Regions from separate parts of the Mus musculus genome. Here region 1 is linked to region 2. A link is a contact called in public HiChIP or PLAC-seq data. All regions are on one chromosome and are shown on one strand. Each heading gives the region's core, a stretch centred on a gene start, on an enhancer-like site or on the middle of the called end of the contact. The rest is flanking DNA. Distances are from core to core; before and after follow the strand shown. Region 1 overlaps Fam189a1 (family with sequence similarity 189, member A1). Region 2 overlaps Fam189a1 (family with sequence similarity 189, member A1).

What was found. HiChIP or PLAC-seq counts read pairs in DNA pulled down with a chosen protein or histone mark.
Region 1: a contact with region 2 is called in an H3K27ac HiChIP or PLAC-seq map of neural progenitor cells, with 2.7 times the contacts expected there. The contact joins two enhancer-like sites. A contact is called at or near these places in 4 of 484 Hi-C or Micro-C datasets (cortical neurons, embryonic stem cells, granulosa cells and 1 more), 2 of 115 datasets of contacts at active chromatin or transcription factors (embryonic stem cells and neural progenitor cells) and 2 of 9 other capture datasets (adipose tissue and pancreatic islet).

What each region holds. Positions count from the first base shown.
Region 1 is chr7:64,922,858-64,928,392 of GRCm38.p6, forward strand. The region is part of intron 2 of Fam189a1 (family with sequence similarity 189, member A1); the gene reads right to left. Among named protein-coding and RNA genes, the nearest start is that of Nsmce3, 53 kb to the left of the region's middle. Within about 2 kb of position 2,229, at least 15 of the 459 cell types and tissues checked have an H3K27ac peak or open chromatin away from gene starts, as enhancers often do. A contact at or near this core is called in cortical neurons and neural progenitor cells, where this site is marked.
Region 2 is chr7:64,838,985-64,844,392 of GRCm38.p6, forward strand. All of the region lies in intron 3 of Fam189a1 (family with sequence similarity 189, member A1), which reads right to left. Among named protein-coding and RNA genes, the nearest start is that of Nsmce3, 31 kb to the right of the region's middle. Within about 2 kb of position 1,462, at least 123 of the 459 cell types and tissues checked have an H3K27ac peak or open chromatin away from gene starts, as enhancers often do. A contact at or near this core is called in cortical neurons and neural progenitor cells, where this site is marked.

The DNA of each region.
Region 1 (5,535 bases), core at 979-3,478, 85 kb after region 2:
ATTGTATTAAAGAAAAGTGAAAGTAACCATTCAAAGGAAGTTTTAGAGGGAAAATAAGGAATTCAGTGTTTGATAATTAAACTGCAATGGTCAAACAGAACTCAGTGTATGGCCCCAAGTACTTTCAGTTATTGCCACTTTCAAATGCTAGGTCAAATGGAGCTACTTTATATGGTTACTACCACCAACACAATGAAATGTGTAGGAGCACAAATGTCAACTCTGCTATACCTCAAATTTTTCAGGCATATTTTGCCTATTGGTCCATTAAAAAGTATAGTAATCAGATTATGGTAATTACAAAGCCAAAGGCAAAACTATGTTCTTTTTCAAATGCCCTGGTAAATGGAATAATGTAAAAATAAAATACTTGAATCAAAATCCTCAGAGGCAGACCACGAAGCATTAAGGAATTCTATCTTTATTCTCTGAGGATTTGCATTCAAAGACTCAATCAAATTTAAATTCATCACTTATGCAAAGTGGAACAGGAATCTCCCATTAAAAGTACCATAACTGCTGGCTTGTTTAAATGCTCAAGTGCATTAGATATACCATAGAAAATCCCGATTGTGTGATTGTGTCCATGCCAATAATATTTATGTATTAACCCAGAAAGCTTGTACAATGGCTGTGGGGCCAACTCATGGTATACCTTGCTGTTCTAGTGGTCTCAAAGAAACCTACAGAAAGGTATGGGGTAATGGTCAAATGAATGAAATAAGGTCACATGCTGCCTCCTCCCAAGGTGTCACAGTGTGGCTTCTGTACAGGGACAGTACAGGTACAGGAAATTTTGAAGCTCTGTGGTAACATCCACATCTTGTCTGCCCTGTCCCCCCTTTTATTTGCAGTTTAGATCCTTCATAGCTGAGTGTCTACCTGAACTTGGTTCTCTCAGTGACCCCACAGAAGTGTCCTGATTTGAGCTACTATTTTTTCAATAGAATAATATACACATCGCTGGCAAATTCTCAGCAGTACAAATAGGGACGATTGTGATAATGTAGCTTCTGGCTTAGCGCAACAGACAGAAGCAAACTGGCAACAAATAAGTAGGAACCAGTTTCTGCAACCAGATGTCCTCTTCGAGAAGCACATAGCTCCAGCCCTTTCCTCTGCAAAACTGAGCGACTAGAAGCCAATTTGCTTAAAGGCCCATATAAAAAAAAAATAAAAACCCTACATTTTGACTGGATGCCGTTTAAAATAACTATTCTATTCAAAACAGAGGTATAAAAAGCAAGGCTGTTCTTATTTTGACATCTGTGCCACCCACTCACACTGAACGGGGAGCTCCCAGGGAAGGTTCCAGGAGCACCTCCATGCTGCCCGGGGCATTGCCACAGGCATCAGAAGACAGTTTACTGCAGGCTGTCATTTAATTTCAGATGTATGAGAAGAGAGTCTTAGGAGCTCCAGAAGCTCTTGTGTTTTCAAACCAGACCCAGTGGAGAGAGGGAGAACAAGAGAGCCAGACACAGTTATAAAGCATTAGCTGTTCTGGAACCTGGCGTTGAATGTTAGGGTTTTGTTTAGTTGTTGCTTTGAGAAAAGGCCTTTCTGTCTAGACTGTCCTCCAATTTACAGTCCTCCTCCTCCCTCAGCCATGCTCCACCATGCTCAGTTATGCACCCTAGACTTTCTGTCTAAGCTGCTTAGGAGAGCTCCAATTCCTTTGCAAGAATACAAGAGAATTCAGGTCGAGTCAACCATGACATCCTTGATGGTTCAGAGCCCTGATTCTCCAACCACTGAAGCTAATGGCTGCTGTCAACCGAAGCACAGCAGAGGACACTTACATCCCAAGACTAGAGGTAAAGATGCCCAGATTCTGGACACACAAGTCACTAGTGAGAGAGTCATGTGGAGTAATGATTCCTATGTAAAATGCAAATGGTGACATCCACCCTCTGTTCCTACAGGTCGGCACAAAAGAGCACACTGCAGATGGGTGGCTTTGCTCTGATTCTCTAGAGAAGTGGAGTCCAAAACAAACTTCTTTGAGATCTGAATCCTGTGAAGCCAGAGTCCAGCATCTGCTTAGCTGGAGAAGATTTTGGAGCCCTTGAAAGACTGGTTGCCAAATGCTGGGAGCTGCGCCTAGGCTGGCCAAGAGTAAAAAGGTGCTGAGTGCCTGTTTGTAGGAATCCCCAGACTTCAGGACATCCTGTCTCTAAGAACACCCTACTGTTCTCCTGGCTAAGAGCCCAGGAAGATCACCTGGGCTGTGCATGGGGAAGCCTGGTCTTGGTAGAATGTAGACAAAAGCCCCTGTATTAGTCTATTCTGCAGAATACAGACTGTACCAGCACATTCTCCCATCTGGATAAAAGGTCTTTCCCCGGGAGAAAAGAAGTCTAAGAAGCATTTGTGATGACCACAGCCCAGGTGCACGTCCCACAAAAGTCTGTCATCAGATTACATCACTCCACCCCCACGGCTTCCCACACCAGCAAAGCTCCAGGATGATCACATGAAACAAACAACAAAAACAAAACAAAACAAAACAACCTCCCCCGCCCCCCCCCAAAAAGCCCAAGGCAGACAAGATGAGCCCCTGGTACCACAGTTAGAGCTAAACAGCCTACACCTGGCCCATATCCTTTATCTCACCTCACACTTGATCTGTTTACCTCAGTTCTCATTATCCATTCCAGTGATATGGCTCACAGTCAGGAAAGTCAAAACTACAGCCATAGTGATTGCAGCCTAGTGGAGCCAGTGCTTGCCAGGCAGTGGGGAGGGATGGATAGCTGAACTGTGCATGGAAGCCACTTTTACAATGCTGAGACAGCGGACATGTGGCAACAGGCACGTGTTTGAGCCAATGCTCCAAACAGCACAAAGAGCAAATCCATACACTGGCCAAAAAATGTAAGCATTTAAGATGACAGAGGATCCTAGAATGGAGTGATGAGTGTGTAGGAGGAAGAGGACTATGTTAGAAATGTGTAAAATGGCCTCATGGAAGTAGGGGACAGGCTCATACCAGCAATTTGCATGTGTGTGTGTGTGTGTGTGTGTGTGTCTATGTGTGTATTCTTTCTGAATTTCACATCATGCGCCCCAATCCCACTTATCTCCCATTCTCTTCATGTCTGTCCTCCACCCTTGCAACTTCCCATTCAAAATGAAAATAAAAAAAACAAACAGAAATCTCACTGTGTGTGATGGTTTGTATTTGCTCAGCCCAGGGAGTAGCACTATTAGGAGGTGTGGCCTTGTTGGAGTAGGTGTGTCACTGTGGGCATGGGCTTTAAGACCCTCATCCTAGCTGCCTGGGAGCCAATCTTCTGCTAGCAGCCTTCAGATGACGATGTAGAACTCTCAGCTCCTCCTGCACCATGCTTGCCTGGATGCTGCCATGTTCCTGCCTTGATGATAATGGACTGAACCTCTGAAAGTGTAAGTCAGCCCCAGTTAAATGTTGTCTTTTATAAGACTTGCCATGGTCATGGTGTCTGTTCAAAGCAGTAAAGGCCTAACTAAAGCACTGTGGAAGCTGCAGGTTGTCACTGTGTGTCACACATCATACCCTTTTGTCCACACTCCTCTGCTTACAAATGTTCACAGCAATGAGTCATGGGTCTCGTTTGAGGCCTCAGGCTTCTGCTACTCTATCAATACTAGATCCTCCCTCCTCTAGGATATCCTGCTGTTACCCTGAGTTATGGAGATCCTCAAGTTTCAGATCTGCTGCAGGACCAGCCCCTCATGCACTCCAGCAGTTCATAGATGGGTAGATGTTGGGGTGAGCCAACTCAAAGCACTGGATCTGAACCTAGGTGATAGCTGAGTTGGTCAGCCCAGCAGCTTTCCTGTACTAACACTGCCAGGGTCAGGTCTCCGGGTCTCTAGCTAGCTCACTCAATGCCATAGCTGTTAATGAGCAGGGCTGGCTCTCTTGTTCACATGCTCTAAGGGCCAGATCACCCATACCCCCATACCCCACAAGAGCCAGCTCAACTGTGCTGCCAAGGTGAGGTGCAGGGCCACTCTCCCAAGTTACATAGCCAGCAAGCAGCAGGGCCAGCTCTGTGCAGCCCTTGAATATCAGCATGGACCCAGACACCAGCCCAGACCAGGGATGCCCAAATGGCCTTTGCTGGTAATATGAGCCACAGACATCAACACAGACCCAGACATGGCCTTCAGTGGCACCACAGGCAGGGAATTCACCATGGCCTCAGGTGGCATCTCAGGCTACTCACATCAGGCTGTTCCTCTCCAGCCTCAGGTCTCCATTTCTGCCTCTCTTCATAGTGATCAAGCCATTCTGCTTCTCTTTCTCTCCCACCTCTCCACATACTTTTACTCATAGTGGCTGGCCTAGCCTCCGAATGTCTACTCTCTGCTGGCAACTCTTAAGGATGAGCAGTCTGCACAACTGAGTCAAGTTGTATGTGTGTGCCAGCACCCTCCTCTACTTGCTAAAGCTGCCTCTCAACCAGGGGTACCAGCTAACAACTAGCACCCCCCACATGTGTGCTGGAATTAAACAATGAAGCAAATAAACAGCAAACGGCAAGGGCTATCTCACTATTGAAGTGAGAGCAGGGGAAGGAGGCTAGGATGAGCCTGTGGCCCAGACTGTCACAGAAGCCATCACTCTGACCTCATGTTTAGGTTTAGGTATAGATACAAATGGCTACTGAGAGAAACATTTGAAGATACAAATATATAGTGTTGACCCTTCACAATAGTCACAAATAATATAAAATAGCTTGGTGTGACTTTAATTAAGTAGGTGAAAGATCCATATGATAAGAACTTCAAGTCTCTGAAGGAAGAATTCTAAGATCTCAGAAGATGAACAGATCTCCCAAGCTCAAGGATTGGCAGGATTGATATAGTAAAAATGGCCATCTTGCCGAAAGCAATCTACAGATTCAATGCAATCCCCATCAAAATTCCAACTCAATTCTTCACAGAGTTAGAAAGGGCAATTTGCAAATTCATCTGGAACAACAAAAAAACCGAGGATAGCAAAAACTATTCTCAACAATAAAAGAACTTCTGGGGGAATCACCATGCCTGACCTCAAGCTGTACTACAGAGCAATTGTGTTTAAAAACTGCATGGTACAGCGACAGACAGATAGATCAATAGAATAGAATTGAGGACCCAGAAATGAACCCACACACCTATGGTCACTTGACCTTTGACAAAGGAGCTAAAACCATCCAGTGGAAAAAAGACAGCATTTTCAACAAATGGTGCTGGCTCAACTGGCAGTTAACATTTAGAAGAATGCAAATCAATCCATTCTTTTCTCCTTGTACGAAGCTCAAGTCCAAGTGGATCAAGGACCTCCACATAAAACCAGCGACACTGAAACTTATAGAGGACAAAGTGGGGAAGAGTCTCGAACATATGGGCACAGGGGGAAATTTCCTGAACAGAACACCAATGGCTTGTGCTATAAGATCAAGAATTGACAAATGGAACCTCATAAGATTGCAAAGCTTCTGTAAGGCAAAGAACACTGCCAATAAGACAAAAAGGCAACCAACAGATGGGGAAAAGATCTTT
Region 2 (5,408 bases), core at 212-2,711:
TTCGAGTTTCTTTTGTAAAAATGCTGAGTTCCAGGCCTGTAGGCCTTTGTGGGAGCGCTAGTCCATCAAGATGAGGCCTCCAGATGTCACGAGTCTGTGTCTAGCCTGGTTCGAAGAGACTGTGAGTTTCACTCTACTCTTGACAAGTCAAGTCCACTCTCCAAGCACATTGCCCTGGCAGTAGACACCTCTCCTTCCCTGACACACTGAGGGACCCAGGGAGACAGACGCAATATAGGGCTGTGTCAGTTATAGAGCCTGGATGTCAGTTTCATGCGGTCTAAAAATGAGCCATGACTCCACACAATGAGGGGTCTCCCTCTCCTCCTCCACCTCCACCTCTCTCATAAACATTCCAACAAGCATTAAAGCCTCGTTCAAGGGAGTAGAGAGACAGTTCTACTGTCTTGATGCTCTTCCTGGGTCCTTGGTCCGTTTCCCAGCCCCCCACATAGTGACTTACAACCATCAGCAAGCAACTCCAGATCCATGGGAATCTGACACCCTCTTCTGGCCTCCTCCAGCACCAAGCAGGCATGTGGTGCACAGACATGCATACAAACACAACACCCACACATAAAATAAAATTAGAAAGTAAATTATAAAAGGCCCCTGTTAAACACCCTCCTCTCCAGAAGGCCTGAATACAGCAGTGTCTGGGAGAGGTAGAGAGAAAGGCAACATCACCCTATACCTGCAGCATCTCCCAAAACCCTGAATGGGGAGCTTCTCACCCCACTACATCCCATAGATCCCGACAGGTAGACACTCTCTGGAGAGCACTCAGCTGACAGAGGACGGATGGGGATGAAGTCCCAGCGGGAGTTAAGCAAAGTCCAAAGCCACAGGCAACCAGCCAGAAACTTGGAAGACCAGATAAATCCAGGCTAACAGGTGTGAGCTGGACCACACAGGGTGATGTGGGCTCCCTGGAATGCTAACAGATTTATCCCAGTTCCTGTTGCAAAGCGGAAAGGGAGTTACCCTCTGAGTTCCTCCGTTGTCCTCCCCGGAGCAGCTGTGAGAGGGAGGCTGACAGTCACAGACACGCCTCCTAATTATGCATCTGGTGCTGGCTAGAGACAGAAGGATCTTAGTGTCCCAGCCCTAGAATCACAGAGAAGAAAACCCACCAGAGGGCGGCCTACTGAGCGCGCTGCCCGACAAGCACCGCAAAAGTACAAGGGGACCTAGGACCTGGTGAGGAAGCCAAGACCAGACTCAGCTAGGTCACAGCTGCACACGCCCGGCACCTCAGCTCCAGCGCTTCTTTCCAGCGGTGGCTACAAGGCCTTCCCTTCAATTCCGAGACCACACAAGTTTGCCCCGGGCCTTTCCCAGACACCTGTGGACCCGCGATTCACAGGCCACCTGCTTAGACGCCCCTTATCTACACACATTCTGCTCCCCGCCCCTTCCCCTCCCCCACCACACTTCTCCCCACCTTCTGTCCTTCTCTCCTGGTAGCAATTTGCCTAACACTGCCCCCTGTTGGAACATGAGATTTTTCTGGGGTAGGGGAGTCAGAGCATTGTCTTTGAACCAGGAGCATGCTGGATATGGGGGCCCTCCATGGGTCAGAACGAACCAGTCCAATGAGCAGGAGATAGCCCATCTGGGCAGCATACTGAGAAACACTTACCTGGAACTGTTGCTGGGTTACTGTGTTGTTACTATATTTATTTTGTTAGGGGGTATTTCCTCTGCAAGGAAACTTTTGAGCTTGGAATCAACTTTTGAGTCATCCCTTTTGCCGTGAAATCTATTTGTTCACAACAAGGCAAATTCACTTGATGATAAAGTAAAATAGAATCATATTCTCAGGGGAGAAAACAAAGTAGGTATCATTATAACAAGGTACCAGTGGAAATCAAGCTCTAAATTTCTCATGAGGCCAAAAGAAGCCAAGACTGCTCCTGACCAGTGGTTGGTATACTAAACCATTAAAAAACAACAAAAAGCAAAACCAGAAAAACTTTAGCACTTCTAAAATCCACCATGAAACAAAGGCTAGCAAGACCTCCGGAGCACTGTGCACGTCAGTCAAGCCTCCCTTTACTTTCAGAGCCAGACCTGTCTAACTGCCCCAGCCTGAGGCTGTGTCCTTTTCTAATTTACTATTCAGAGTCATGAAGCTAAATCAGGGTTTCCCTGGTTACTGACAGGCTCTTCTGAAGGATGTGGCTATGTAATTGGTGTTGGCTTGGTTACTGGATGTATTCAGAGCTGAGAGCACTGGTAGTAAATGCTGCTATGAACCTGCAGAAGAAACTAACAGGCTCTGGATAAACTAAGGCAGTCTCAAGATTAAGGTCCTCCTCGAGATGTGCCACTGAGCGCCCCTCCTATGCTCCTGACATCCCCAGCGGCGGTCTATAAAGGAAGTGGATCATGGAAATGGTTAGCTCTGAAAAAAAAACCCACAATCGACCCATGGAACTAATTAGGCAGCTTCAGCCACCTGCTGGACTGTCGCACAGCATTGGCCATGAATATTCTGTCCAGATCACCACTCAGCAAATGTTTCCTGAGCTCTGTCATCACCCCGTGTTGGATACAGACATGAGGAGATTTGGGAGCAGCAGCTTAGAGGACAGGCGAGCAGGCAAGTGAGAATGGTGTAGCCCCAGAGCTGACAATTTTAGAAAGAGAAAGATGGGGGCCTCATGGTTCCTCCAGGCTGAGGAAAGGCAGAGGCTTAGTTGTCTGAGAGATCTGAAGTCTGGGGTTGTTGACGAGCAGCTGGAGAGCTATGCCCATGGCAGGAACCTGGTCTTCTGCCCCAGATGCCAAACTCATGCCGAATCTACTGCCCACAGGGCTATGTGGCTCCGAGTGGGTTCACACACCCCTGCCATGATGCTCTGTGTCCTCCCCATGCCCAGGAACCATGGGAAAGAGGGTAAAGAAGTGACCACCTCCTGGAAACAGTGTTTAGACCAGCTGACTGAACTTCTGTGCAGTGCTGAAAATCACATTTATTTTTGTCTCCCCATGAAGATGTGAGTCATAGAGAACAAGGTATATGATTCCACATGTCTAATCATATTGTGAATTGTAATTATTCTTATATAAGAGATGCCAATAGGATCACATTCAAACACTTCCCATAATTAACCTTACCAATAAAAAAGAAAAATGAGATCTTAAAAACACACTTAAAAAAAAATGTCATCCACTAAAGGACAGACACTTTGTAACTCTACTTAGACAAGTTACCTAGACTGGCAATCACAGGGACAGAGTGCTGGTTCCCACTGGGTGGAGGAGGGGACCCTGAGGTCATTCATGACCATCAAGTTTTGATATAAGATTATGAAAAAGTTCTGGAAGTGGGTAGGTGCTATTTGCACATAGTATGAATGTCTTTAATGGCGCTTTTTTTACATGAAAAATTGTTAAAAATGAAGCATTTATATCATGTCTATTTTACCATAATAAATCCCCACGCTCACTCTCACAAGCAGAATGGCAGATCATTTCATTATCAGTTTACAAGCTAAGCCAATGAAACATAGCAAAAAAAAAAAAACAAACAAACAAACCTCAAAATATATAAATTATCAATGGATAGTAGATAAAATTTGGCCTGGCTTACAGGATCAGAGGCTGGAGGAGTCAAAAGTTCTACATCTTGATCCAAAGGCAGACAGGAGAAGACTGGCTCCCACATGGCTAGGAGGAGGGTCTCAAAGCCCACCCCCACAGTGACACACTTCTTCTAACAAGGCCACACCTCCTAACAGTGCCACTCCATGGGCCAAGCATAGACAAGCCACCACATCACCTCTTCACTGAAGTAGCTAAATAAGCAAGACCAATCTTCTTAACTGTTCCTGAATCCATCGGTCTGCTTCCGGACTGTGGATGCAGTGGGACCCTCCCCTCTGCTGCAGTGACTTGCCCTGTGATGGCACGGCACCATCACACTGCGAGCCTGAATAAGCCCATCCTTCCAGGTTGCTTTTGTCAGATTCTTCATCACAGCGATGAGAAAAATAACAAGTACACTGACTATCCTAAAGACGAGGAGAGACTATGCTGTAGTACACTCGATAGAACAAATATTAGCCCAATACCACAGCCAGATAACCACAGGACTCTCAGTTCCTTGGGAGATGGAACAGGAGAATTACAAACTGAAGGCCTACTTGAGGGGTTTGGTGAGATCTTGCTTTAAAATTAAGAAAGAAAGAAAAAAAAAATGAAGCAGGCTCTCCAGATAAAATGGTGGATTAGAAACCATGATGGAGCTAGTGGTTGATTAAATTTAGGGAAACAAAGGCAAGAGAGTATTTGATCACCGTATTCTTCTGTCCCCACGATCACAAGGTTTATTGTCCCCAAGGAAATCCCTGACTCCCTGCTGCCACTATAGCCCATGCAGCTGGAGCCACCACTGTGGATGTCTGCTGGAGCGTGAGCCTTCAGGACTTCTTCCGTGTCCCCCAAACCTACAGAAGCTTCTTCAGTTGGGCTCTTAATCTAGGGGTCTCCAGTAAACTGCTCCCTGGGACTGTCTTCAGTGTGCAGCACAGGATCATGAAATAGAAGGATACCCAAGTTACAACGCAGAGTGCTGCACCCCCACCCCATACCTACCCTCACCCAACTGACCAACCTCGGCTAGGGCGGGGACTCTTAAATATTTCTATCTCCCAGAGTAGGAGTAATTACTTTCATGAGAGAACTTCACACAAAGGGTCTCCAAGGGAAGCGTGAAAAGCAACTTGGAGTGTAGTCTAGAGCAGGACTTTAGGGGAAGGCCAGGCAGAGGTTTTCCCAGGGGTGAGACAAACCCAGTGTTGAAGCTGATCACATTCATTCTTTTGTATCTCCATCCAGCGCCAACCCCCCTCTGCTATTCCTTATTCATAAATACACAACATTAATAGCAGCCTACCCAGGTCCCCATTCTCTGCTCACTATATCCTTTTTCTTTGTTTTCTCCTTTCTCTATCCTTTTTTCCTTTTTCTTAGTCCTCTTCCAAATAACACAGCTTGATTGGTTTACGAGGTCTCTACAGCTTGACCTCCTAGGAGACTAGACCATTCTATGTGATCTAATTGCAAAGCTCTACCCTTTTCTCTTTGGTTTGTTTTTTAAGCAAAACTCCTCCATCTTCCTGCTACCTTTAACCTTTTCTGTGCATCTGTCTTTGCCCATTCTGTGTGTGTTCCTCGCACTTCCTATCCAGCAGCCTAATCCTAACCAGTAGCCCCCTGAGCTCCCCTCCTCCCCACTCACACCCACAGTAACTCACCTCTTAGTGCCCATCATGTCTCTTTGCTCCTAAATCAATTGCTACTGATGGAGTGGCTGGTTTGTAGTAATAGGGAGGCTACTGCTGAGTAGTGCCTATTGCTGCAGGCAGTGTTCAGTTCTCAGTAGAGGACAACAGATAGAG